Linked DNA regions of Pan troglodytes: region 2 is linked to region 1. Evidence: chromatin contacts called from public Hi-C data. All regions are on one chromosome and are shown on one strand. The core of a region is the stretch at or near the end of the contact, and the rest is flanking DNA. Distances in the headings are between cores, read along the strand shown.

Region 1 (5,699 bases), core at 999-3,498:
TTAGAAGGCCCTCCTCTACCCCAGCTCCTCTGAAACCCAGTTTCAGTGGCATTTCATCCATGAGGCTGTCTGTCCCTAATCCCTACTGCCCAGCTACAGGCACCACAGGGTCAACCCTGGACCTCTTTGATTGTGACTCTCACATGTTCCTCACAGGCATTACTCCTCCAGGGTGGGCTGGACACAATCATCTGCGACACCACTGCAACTCACAGTGTGGTCCAGACCAGCAGCACCAGGTAGTTTGTTAGAAATGTAAATTCTCTACCCCCCTATCCCAGGCCTAAAAGAATCAGAATTCCAATAGTCCTCCAAGTGGTTCTAACACACATCATTGTCTATATCACCTCCATCGGCTTTTTCTACTCTATGTCCTTTTTCATGGCTACCCCTCATAGCAGTCTTTTTACTGTTAACATTTCCCCTGCTCATTCAGATTCCAGCAGTCTTACCTTTTGGAAGGATTGCCCCAGCAAAGCTCTAGGTGGTGGTTCCACCCTGCATCCCTCCCCCAGATGACCCTCCTTTCTCCTTCTCTGTATTTCACAGGCCCTGGAATGCTCCCTGTGTCCCCAGCCCCCAGAGCTCCATTCTGCCTTCAGCTTGGTCCACTGTTCTTCCTCCACCTATAGGTGTGAATTATATTCACTCCCTCAAAATGTTTAAGCAAAGGCTGTCTCATAGGTCAGGTAAATCTATTATCAGGTAAGCTTTGTGTGCAGTCACTCTGGTCAGTCCAGGGCAAAGGTCAGGGCTCCACAGTGGGCTAAAGCCACACTTTACTAAAAAGAGGCCTCACCTCACTGCCCCCACCCCCTCAATGAGAAAGCTTTCACTGACTCAAATCGGGTGTGGCTACCACAAGTCCAAAGCTCTGAAAAACTAGGACAGTTTCTCTCTCTCTCTCATTCACTTTTAATATGGATATAATTTAAAAGTTACAGAAAAATTGTAAGTACAGTATAAGGGACTTCCATGTGCCCTTTGCCCAGATTCACCTATTGCTTTCATTTTGCTCCATTTCTTTTGTGGCCTTATTACTATCTCGGTGTTCTTCCTTGACTATTTTAAAGCTAGTTGGAAACATTGTACCCCTTTACCCCTTAATATTTCGAGATCAAAGACATTCTGTTATGTAAACATATTATGATTGCAACTTTAGGAAACTTAACATTGATACAATACTACTATCTAAACCACAGTTCAAATTCAGATTACGTCAATTGTCCCAATAATGTCCTTTACATTTTGTATTGCTTTTTTCTCAGCCCAGGATCCAATGAAAGATCAATCATTTATTGCATTTAATTGCATTTAGCTGTATGGCCCTCCTTTAACCTGGAACAGTTCTGCCTTTCTTTGACTTTTTGGACCTTAGCAATTTTGAAGGGTACTAGCCAGTTGCTTAGCAGACTGCCCCTGATTTTGAGTTTATCTGGTATTTCAGGATTAGGTTTAGGTAAATTTTTTATGACAGGAAAATCACAGAATTGATGTTGGATCCTTTTCAGTGTATCTTGTCAGGGAGCAGGGAGCACATGGTGACATATGCCCCAATACTGGTATGTTAGCTTTGATCTCTGCAAAGGCAGTAAATGGCCTCTTGGTGGAGGCTGTCCTCTGCTGGTTATTCTCAACATTGCATCACTTCTTGGCCTTTTGGCTAAGATCAAGTGTATTCTCAACATCGCAGCTGCTATGCCTCTGCTGATGTGACTGACAAAGGACCAGATGCCCTGAGTACGAACTCTGACACTCCACTGGTTGTGTGACCTTAGGCAAGTTATTCAGCCTTATTGAACCTCAATTTCCACATCTCACAGGATGGTTGAGGGCAAAGGGGTCCCACAGAGATGGTCATGCAGTGTATTCCTAAGCTAAAGTCTACACTGGCTGCTATGACTTCTAGGCGGGCAGGGCCTGGTGGTCCCTGGAGTGGTAAAGCTGCTCTTCAGGACTCACGTCCACTACCTGCAAAACCTCCAATGGGCTTGGGCTCTGCCTTTGTCGCTGTTGTGAAGGAACTCTGGGCAGCCCTCATGGAGAAGGAGGCCTGGCCTTTAGTGTTTCTGCCCTGTGGGCCCATCTGGGGGTCACCACTGGTGTGTGTACCAGCTGTTACACCGGCATCCACTGGTGTTACAGCCACACAGCTGCTCCCAGGCTGATGATGCCCCTGTGAGACTGAACACAGCTCCTGTGTGGCAGCCAGGAGAGGAGGTGCATACATCCCTTGACTCCCACAAACCAGGCATCAAACAGGTTTAATCCACGGGGCTTTCACCTGAACTAATCCCTTTAAGACAGGGATTCTGTCTTAAAAGACGGAGTGCAAACTCCGCTCCTACCTAGACTTTAGGTTTCTGTCCACATTTTCTGTACAACCTCAGAAGCTTAGGTGCACCCCCACACATTCCTTCCTCCTTGCCTGCCTGCCTTCTTTCCTACTTTTAATAACTATTTATGGAGCACCAGGCACTGCGTTAGGGCTATATGGAGAGCACAATATACAACTTGCCCCCACAGAGCTACAGTTTATTGGGTAAAGGAAACAAGCTGAGCAACAATTATATCACACCTGAGATCCCTGGGCTGTCTGAGCAGGCATTCAGGTCCCACTGGGCCTCTTGGCTGCACTTATCACCTCCCAGGTGGCCCAGAGCTGCCACCTCCTCATTATCGCTTTATATTTATTCAGTGCTCTCCCAGGATGCCAGCGAGATGCATTTTGTAGGCCCCAGGGAGAAGCTCAGAGATGGGGAACTATGAGAAATAAGCAGATCAAGAAGGAGAGAAAGAAGAGAAACATTTCTCAGCATAAACATGATTAGTTGTTTCTTTTCTTACTCGAATTTACTCTTCAGAACAGAGGCATTTGCAGTAGTGAACTTGAGCTTTCTCTGTGGGGTCTCCATATTTTTGGGATCTTGAGATTCCTGGGGATTGATGACTCAGTAAATGCTGAATATAAAGTGAACCTCACTTGGTAAAGCTGGCGCTGCAGATTAGGTTGTAAGAGGTGGGGCTTCGCAAAGCGGGGAAGCAGCCCTCCCCAGAAGAATGGGGAGGGAAGTCACTTTTCATCCATGTGTGAGATACCATTGCCTGATTCATTCTGCTGCACAGGCTTCTTCTGAAGGGAAAATGAAATAAAACATGGGAAAGGGCCATGTACATTTGTATAGAGATGCGCTATACACCAACAGACACACGGAGAACATGTTTGAGCCAAAAAATATAAATGAGGAGTTCTAATGTAATTTTACAGTGGTTTATTAGGTAGCAACCACACTTATCTCACTGATTATGAGGTTAGAAGAATGCTGCCGTGGTCAGGGCCTGTGCTAGGTTTACAGGATCTGATTCACACCTTCCCTGATCCCTCAGCCATGTGTATAGTACACTCTACATACAAAGGATGCTGGGGAAGAATGTGAATGGAACATTCACAAACATATTATTACTACTGAAAGAACAAGAGGTACATATTCAGGCTATCCAGATATGCAAAAGGCCAACTGCTAGTTGGAAAACTATACTAGAAAATTCCAAGAGAGTGAGGACTACGTTGTCTTAATCACCACTGTATACCCAGAATCTAGTGCTATACCTGGCACACAGTAGGCACATAAAATAAATTAGCTGCACAGAAAGCCCACTATGACTAGTTTATTCTATCACTGTAGGATAATTTTTGCTCAGGAATTGACAGGAGAATAGAGTTTTATGTTTTCTCATGATCATATCCCCCAAGCAATATTTTGAAATTATGCTGCAATTTATAGCTTTGCTTTCATTGGTGAATAATTCACAAAATCCTTTAGAAATTAAAACTCTGGGCTGGGCGCAGTGGCTCACGCTTGAATCCCAGCACTTTGGGAGGCTGAGGCAGGCAGATCACGAGGTCAGGAGTTCGAGACTAGCCTGGCCAACACAGTGAAACCCCATTTCTACTAAAAATACAAAAATTAGCTGTGTGTGGTGGTGGGCGCCTGTAATCCCAGTTACTCAAGAGGCTGAGGCAGGAGAATCGCTTGAACCCAGGAGGCGGAGGTTGCAGTGAGCCAAGGTTGCACCACTGCATTCTAGCCTTGGCGACAGAGCTAGACTCCATCTCAAAAAAAAAAGAAATTAAAACTCTGTTTAAACAAGCAATAGATGGTAATACTGAAGGCATTTAAGCTATTGCCCACGGAATTCTTGATTGACAATGTCAAAACCACCACCATAGCTAGGAACAAGATATTCAGGAATGCAACAAAAAATGAAGATAGAACAAAACAAAACCCCCCAAACTAAAACTATCTTAGCTATACTTACAAAAACAGGTGCTAACTTGTATTTTGCTGAAGTCCTAAAACTGCCTTCAGGGGCAGGCAAGCAATCAGTACATTAAACCACCACCCCCTCAAAAAAAAAAGTCATAATAATAGAACTAGCCTCTGTCCTGAGCTTGGGAGGGCAATAACTTCCTGGATGGTTCCGCAATATCTGCTTCTCAGCCATCTGTTTCCCTGATCCCCCCACATCCTGTTCAACCAACACTGTTCTGGTAACAGGAATCCCTGCTTCTGCTTTATGTTATCTTTTCAGCTTCCTGTCATGTTTCTGCAGGATTTTGATTTAGCCTTATATGTGAGCAGGCACTTTTAAGTATGAGGGAAGGAATGGGCCACTGGGCATCAAAGCAGGGGCTGAAGGGGGTCACCCCCAGTGCGGGGGGCAGCAGGCACCATGGTCTGGCATTGCTCTCTGGTTTTTGGGGCTGAGAGCCCAGCATTCCCAGTGGGTCACTTCCATGGTTTTTGAAAGCTACCATTTATTGAGCACTGTGCTAAGTATTTTACATGTTATATTATCTCACTGTATTAACCTCACAGACATTCCATGAGACAACTTTTTTCTTTTTCTCTCATTTACAGATGAGGGAATGAGTCTCTGAAAGTTGAGTGTCATGACCTTTCATACGGTTCAGAAGTGGCAGAGGTAGAGGTGGAAGTTAGGCTGGCTCTAAAGCCTGTGCCCTTAGCCATTTGGTTCTCTGGCCTTCCCTGTGCTTCTCCATGTCATCTCTGGCAGCATTCCCAATCTTACTCCTTTTCTATTCTCCTTCCCTATAAGTCTCTGAGTTGCTTCCCAGCTCAAGGTGACATCCATGCACAAACTACATATGACATTCTCCATCCTGGCTTTGATTGGCTACAGCTGACTAGCCCTGTTTACCCCCCCAACATCCCTGCCCAGCATCTTTGCAGTATTTTGCCCCACAGCACTTTTTGCCAAGGGGCTCTCCTCCTCCCTGCTTTCCCACCCTCCCAGTTCACCTTCCCCTAGACCTCCTCAGCCCTCTTGGCTCTGCCAGTCCCAAGGAAGCTTTGCTCCCCGCCGCCCCACACCACACGAAGCTTCCCAGCCTACTGAGACTTTAGTGACTGCTCCCTCCTTACCGGTGACGCACTGGTTCCCAGGGCCCCTGGTTTGAGTGTTAACCACGTGCCACTTTATGGTACTCTTAATACTGCTGACTTTGCTATGTTATTTTTCATGTGCTAGTGCTTCCCACAATTAGATTATAAGCTCTTTGAGTGCCAAGTGTCTCCTTTTGTACTTTGTGACAGTTTTCTTAACACCTACATCAGTGCTTTACACGCACAAGGAGTTCAGAAATATCTGTTGGTTTCTGTGTGATTACATTCATG
Region 2 (5,868 bases), core at 1,001-3,500, 170 kb before region 1:
GAGTACGTAGCCTTTGAGACTGTCTACTTTCACTCAACGTAATGTATTCAAGATTCACGCATGATATGGTTTGGCTGTGTCCCCACCCAAATCTCATCTTGAATTCCCATGTGTTGTGGGAGGGACCTGGTGGGAGGTAATTGAATCATGGGGGCAGGTCTTTCCCATGCTGTTCTCGTGATAGTGAATAAGTCTCATGAGATCTGATGTTTAAAATGGGGAGTTTTGGCTGGGTGCAGTGGCTCATGCCTATAATCCCAGCACTTTGGGAGGTTGAGGTGGGTGGATCATTTGAGGTCAGGAGTGCGAGACCAGGCTGGCCAACGTGGCAAAACCCCACCTCTACTAAAAATACAAAAAAAATTAGCTGGGCATGGTGGCCCAGGCCTATAATCCCAGCTACTTGGGAAGCTGAGGGAGGAGAATTGCTTGAACCGAGGAAGTGGAGGTTGCAATGAGCCAAGATCATGCCACTGCACTCCAGCCAGGGCAACACAGTGAGACTCTGTCTCAAAACAACAACAACAACAACAACAACAAAAAAAACGGAGTTTCCCTGCACAAGCTCTCTTCTCTTGTCTGCTGCCATGTGAGATGTGCCTTTCACCTTCCACCATGATTGTGAGGCCTCCCCAGCCATATGGAACTGTAAGTTCAACAAACCTTTTTCTTTTGTAAATTGCCCAGTCTCGGGTATGTCTTTATCAGCAGCACGAAAACAGACTAACACAATGTGTGTTTCTGCGTATATCAACAGTCCACTCCTAGGCTGGAAGCAGTGGCTCACACATGTAATCCCAGCACTTTGGGAGGCCAAGGCAGGAGGAAGGCCAGAGTTCGAGACCAGCCCAAGCACACAGGGAGACCCCATCTCTACAAAAAATAAACAAGTTAGCTGGGTGTGGTAGTGAGTGCCTGGAGTCCTAGCTACTCAGTGAGGTGGGAGGATCACCCAAGACCAGAAGTTTGAGGTTACAGTGAGCTATGATTGCACCACTGAACTCCAGCCTGGGCAACAGAATGAGACCCTGTTTCTTAAAAAAATAAGTAAATAAAAGTCCATTCCTCTTTAAGGTTAAACAATATGCCATTATATGGGTGTACTACTTTTTTCCAGTTGAAGGACTTTGGGGTTGTCTCCAGTTTTTGTTTTTGTCAATTACGAATAATGTCACTACAAACATGCATATAGACTTTTATACGGACATGTGTTTTCATAAGGTTTTACTTTTTATAAATGGCCACATTTTCATAGACCTGAAGGATAAGACTCCATTGAATGAGGGAGACTGTCATCCATACCTAGGATGTGGGAACATCCTACCTCAGCATTTTAAATAACTGTAGTAACACCGAACCTCCCAAGAATATTTGCAGAGAATGTTTTTGGGGTGGAGTGGAAGAAGTTGGGTGGGAGCTCCCTTTCGTCCCTCTGCATGTGGGCCCCAGAGCGGGCCAGGGCTGTTTTACATTCACTGCTGGCGGTGTTTGATCTCTGGTCCCACAGGGGATGGCGCTGGCTCTGCCAATGTGCACACTCAGGCAAAAACCTGCAGAGCCAGCCAATCGGCCCATTATTTGGTTCATATAACTTGTTAAAATCTCATGGAATGTACAGCGTGCCATTGTTTTTGTAAGTCCCTTTCATGGCTTTGTGAGCTGGCTAATTCAGAGCAGACTGGCCTGCTTTCCTGCTGGAAGAAAAGGCTTCTCTCAAAGACAGCTATTTAATTGTGACCATGGCTGCAGCCATCTTGAGCACAAAAAGGGAGCTGAAGTCACGTCACCCCTTCTCCACTGAGGTCTCCGGCAGCCAGGGCACTTATTCTTGGCATTGGAATTTGCATAATTACTCCTTTTTAAATATGCTGGGTGACCTAATATATCCCCAGCCGGCTGCAGGAAATGGCCTTGCTGAGATCTGAGCCTTGGATGGCCTGTAACGTCTTTAGACCTAGAAGACCCTTGGGGAAGGAGAATTTTCAGAGCATTGACCCCACAAAGGACAGCTTCCTGAGTTTCTCTGGGGTCATCTGCACTGTGAAGGGAGAAGCTGCAGGGCTCTGTCCCCACTCAGGATAACAGCTGCAGCCTTGTCCTTTCTTCTCCTAACCTGCGCAACAAGCTCAGAGACTGTAGGTCATTCTATTACAGCTCACAGTGGGTCTAACAAGAACCCACCAAGGCTGACTACAAAAGAAAGAGGACATGCGTTCACTAGGAATCTAGCCAGGAACAAAAGGTTGCATTCCGTCCTGACGCTTCCTCACTGCGGTAGCCTGGAGAGCAGGCCTTTGTCCACAGGCGGGCAAGCGTGCTGTTTACAGCCTGGCCACAAAAAAACACTTGCCTATTCACGGCTAATTTGAAAAAAAAAAACAAAAAAAACAGGCATTCCAATATTTTTTTCTACTTCACCATATTTTCTAATGTAACTTTTTTGAGGACAATTTATTTTAAAATGGAAAATGTATAATAAACACTTCTTCTAAAAGAAAAATCACCCAGCCCTGCCCTAGCCAATCACTTCCTCCCTTAAAAAACTACAGCTTAAACCACCCCTAGAAAAGAACTCTTTACTAAAATAACTGTAGGGCTGGTGTGTGAAGAGGCCAAAAAGAATTAGTCTTGGCCCAGCATGGTGGCTCATATCTGTGATCCCAGCACTTCGGGAGGCTGAGGCAGGAGTATCACTTGAGGCCAAGAGTTCGAGACAAGCCTGGGCAACATAGTGAGACCCTGTTTCTACAAAAAATAAAAAAAAATTAGGCATGGTGGTGGTCATCTGTGGTCCCAGTTACTTGAGGGGGCTGAGGTGGGAGGATTGCTTGAGCCGAGGAGTTCAAAGTTTCAGTGAGCTATGATCCTGCTACTGCACTCCAGCCTGGGCAACAGAGTAAGCCCCTGTCTCAAAAAACAAAACAAACAAAGCAGCACTAGTCTTGAGGCTAAAAGGAATATAGGTATAAAGGGGAAGGAGAAAATGTAAAATTTTTCTTTTTTTTGAGACGAGTCTTGCTCTGTTGCCCAGGCTGGAGTGCAATGGCCCAATCTCGGCTCACTGCAACCTCCGCCCCCCAGGTTCAAGCGATTCTCCTGCTCCAGCCTCCTGAGGTGCCTGCCACCATGCCCAGCTAATTTTTGTATTTTTAGTAGAGTCGAGGCTTCACCATGTTGGTCAGGCTGGTCTCGAACTCCTGACCTCAGGTGATCCACCCACCTCGGGCTCCCAAAGTGCTGGGATTACAGGCATGAGCCATCGCACCCAGAGGAGATAATATACATTTATATTTAGTGCTGGTTGTGGGGGCAACTTCTGAAGCTTAAAGATGCAGTTCCAGGGGAAAATAAAAGGAAGAGAGTGATAAAGAGTGGAAGTGAGCCTAGGCTTCATAGGTTGAAAGGGGGTTACAGAAGTGAACCATAATGGATCACAGAGCAATGCAGGAGTGCTGGGGTAACTTCCACTCTTCTGGGAACATGGTGGTGGCAGTTATGATCCATCATGACCTTGGTCTTCATATCCAAGATACAACATGAAATGGTATCCTGTTCCAATCAATACGGCGATCTTAGGATCAACAGGGATATCGCACAATTAAGAACTCCTTACCACTGGCTACAAGATTTTCCTCTCCAGCCTATTCTAGGCATGGAGAATCCTATAAACTTAAGCTAGAAGGAACAATAGCCTACTCCAAGGTTTCTATCGTGGGGACAATGGAACCCACAGAGAGCAGGTGGCAAATCCAGGGTCACATTGCTAATTAGAACAAAAGTGTGGGCTGGGGCGCGGTGGCTCACGCCTGTAATCCCAGCACTTTGGGAGGCCGAGGTGAGTGGATCACAAGGTCAGGAGATCGAGACCATCCTGGCTAATACGGTGAAACCCCATCTCTACTAAAAGTACAAAAAATTAGCCAGCTGTGGTGGCGGACGCCTGTAGTTCCAGCTACTCGGGAGGCTGAGGCAGGATAATCGCTTGAACCTGAGAGGCGGAGGTTGCAGTGAGCCAAGATTGCGCCACTGTACTCCAGCCTGGGCAACAGAGCAAGACTCCGTCTCAAAACAAAAAGAACCAGAGTGTGGACCCAGCTCCCTCCCTGGGGTGGGGGGTCTCAGGGGATGTGAATCTCTGTTGGACAGCTATCTGGGAAGGGGAACACATGGAGCTGTTATCATTTATTAACATTTTAGCACTGCTATTTTATCAAATTTTCTAAGCAACTACTTGATAGTGATCTAAGAAACTGGACACAGTGTAATTGTGTTTTAACGAAGTAAAAATCTGGGCAAGTGCAATGGGGCAGTGAGTAGGTTGAGCAGTATAGAGATAAAATTCTACTTCATAATTTTGCCTAGGGTTACTGGCTCTAAAAGATATTTCCTCCTATTAAAAAAAAATGTTTGGTTTTATCTAGGGTAAGGTATGCTAGGTACGCAGAGGAAAATTCCAGAGCTGTACGCCAGGAACCGAAGTCACTAGCTACATGGTAAACAGCAGGAGGAAGGTGGAGCCACTCTGGAGGGTTCAGCTTTCCAACCTGGAAGAAATCTTTCCTTTCAATGCAGGGAAACAGAATCAATTACGTTTGACCACAGAAAAGGACCTCATGATTAGACAAAAGTTAAAACCAAACTATCAAGATGATCATGTTCTGAGCTACTGTGGGGGGAAAAAAATGTGAGGAGAGAAGGTTAGGAAAAATGTGAAAAAAAACAAAATTCTCTCCTGTAAGTGCCAGAATTAAAGAGACGGAAACAGTGAGGAATGAGATTCCCCAAATCCCTGGACTACTTTGGATCTGCAATTTATTTTCCTCTCACATCCAAATATCAAATTGAGCCTTTGGGGTCTTGGTGCTGTCAGGAGTCCCAGCAGGAGGCCAGCCTGCTGGACAAGGTAAAAGAGCTGCCCAACAGCCCTGGGGCTTCCCAGCCATGCATATTTTCCTCCATTCCACTTGGGATGAACGACCGGTAGCTAAGCAACCGAGAAACCGGTCCCCTTTCACCCGGCATGAATGTACTGCAACACAAACGGTGCACGGTGCTAGGAGGACACACATACAAACTGCCAGAGCTGAATGTTGGATTCTTCCTCCACCCAACTCTCTCCTGCCATGACACTGCAGTCCCCTCGCCCCACGAGCTATGAGGGTCAGCCTCAGAACCTTGTCTCTCCCAGACCCAAGGAGGCAGGAGGCAGTCCCAGACCTCTCTCTTCTATCTGGGCACTGAAAAAACCAAGGGAAGATGGTTGGAAAGTCTCCGATGGGGAGGGGAGCAGCATTTTTTTTTTTTTTTTGAGATGGAGTCTCACTCTTGTCACCCAGGCTGGAGTGCAATCGTGCAACTTCGGCTCACTGCAACCTCCGCCTCCCAGGTTCAAGCAATTCTCCTGCCTCAGCCTCCCGAGTAGCTAGGATTACAGATGCCCGCCACCACACCCGGCTAATTTTTATATTTTTAGTAGAGACAGGGTTTCACCATGTTGGCCAGGCTGGTCTCGAACTCCTGACCTCGGGTGATCAGCCCACCTCGGCCTCCCAAAGTGCTGGGATTACAGGTGTGAGCCACCGCACCCAGCAGGGGAGCAGCATTTAAAGACACAGGGAGGGAGGGAGACCTGGGGCTGGAGCTCCTGCCAGTATTTGGACTGCTGTCTGTTGGCCACGACTGGGTGCTTCCCCTGCCTGGATGAGACTCAGGATAGGATAAGACTCCCCCTATTCTGGAGTCAAAATGGATCCTAAAATTTGGCTTCTTGATGCTTGTTTTTTTCGGCCAATGAATCTGAACCTACTGGAAGGGGCCTTTATGACACAACATAATTCACATAGAACTACTTTTCTCCAAGTTCAAGAG

The links. A called contact is a pair of places that touch in the nucleus more often than the background predicts.
Region 2: a contact with region 1 is called in a Hi-C map of stem cell-derived neural progenitor cells, with 4 times the contacts expected there. The contact joins two enhancer-like sites. A contact is called at or near these places in 7 of 7 Hi-C or Micro-C datasets (blood, induced pluripotent stem cells, a lymphoblastoid cell line and 2 more) and 1 of 1 other capture datasets (stem cell-derived neural stem cells).

What each region holds. Positions count from the first base shown.
Region 1 is chr1:137,364,185-137,369,883 of NHGRI_mPanTro3-v2.0_pri, reverse strand. All of the region lies in intron 2 of BCAR3 (BCAR3 adaptor protein, NSP family member), which reads right to left. Among named protein-coding and RNA genes, the nearest start is that of MIR760, 31 kb to the right of the region's middle. Within about 2 kb of position 2,248, at least 6 of the 24 cell types and tissues checked have an H3K27ac peak or open chromatin away from gene starts, as enhancers often do. A contact at or near this core is called in stem cell-derived neural progenitor cells and stem cell-derived neural stem cells, where this site is marked.
Region 2 is chr1:137,534,978-137,540,845 of NHGRI_mPanTro3-v2.0_pri, reverse strand. The region is part of intron 5 of BCAR3 (BCAR3 adaptor protein, NSP family member); the gene reads right to left. Among named protein-coding and RNA genes, the nearest start is that of TRNAC-GCA, 120 kb to the left of the region's middle. Within about 2 kb of position 2,250, at least 8 of the 24 cell types and tissues checked have an H3K27ac peak or open chromatin away from gene starts, as enhancers often do. A contact at or near this core is called in stem cell-derived neural progenitor cells and stem cell-derived neural stem cells, where this site is marked.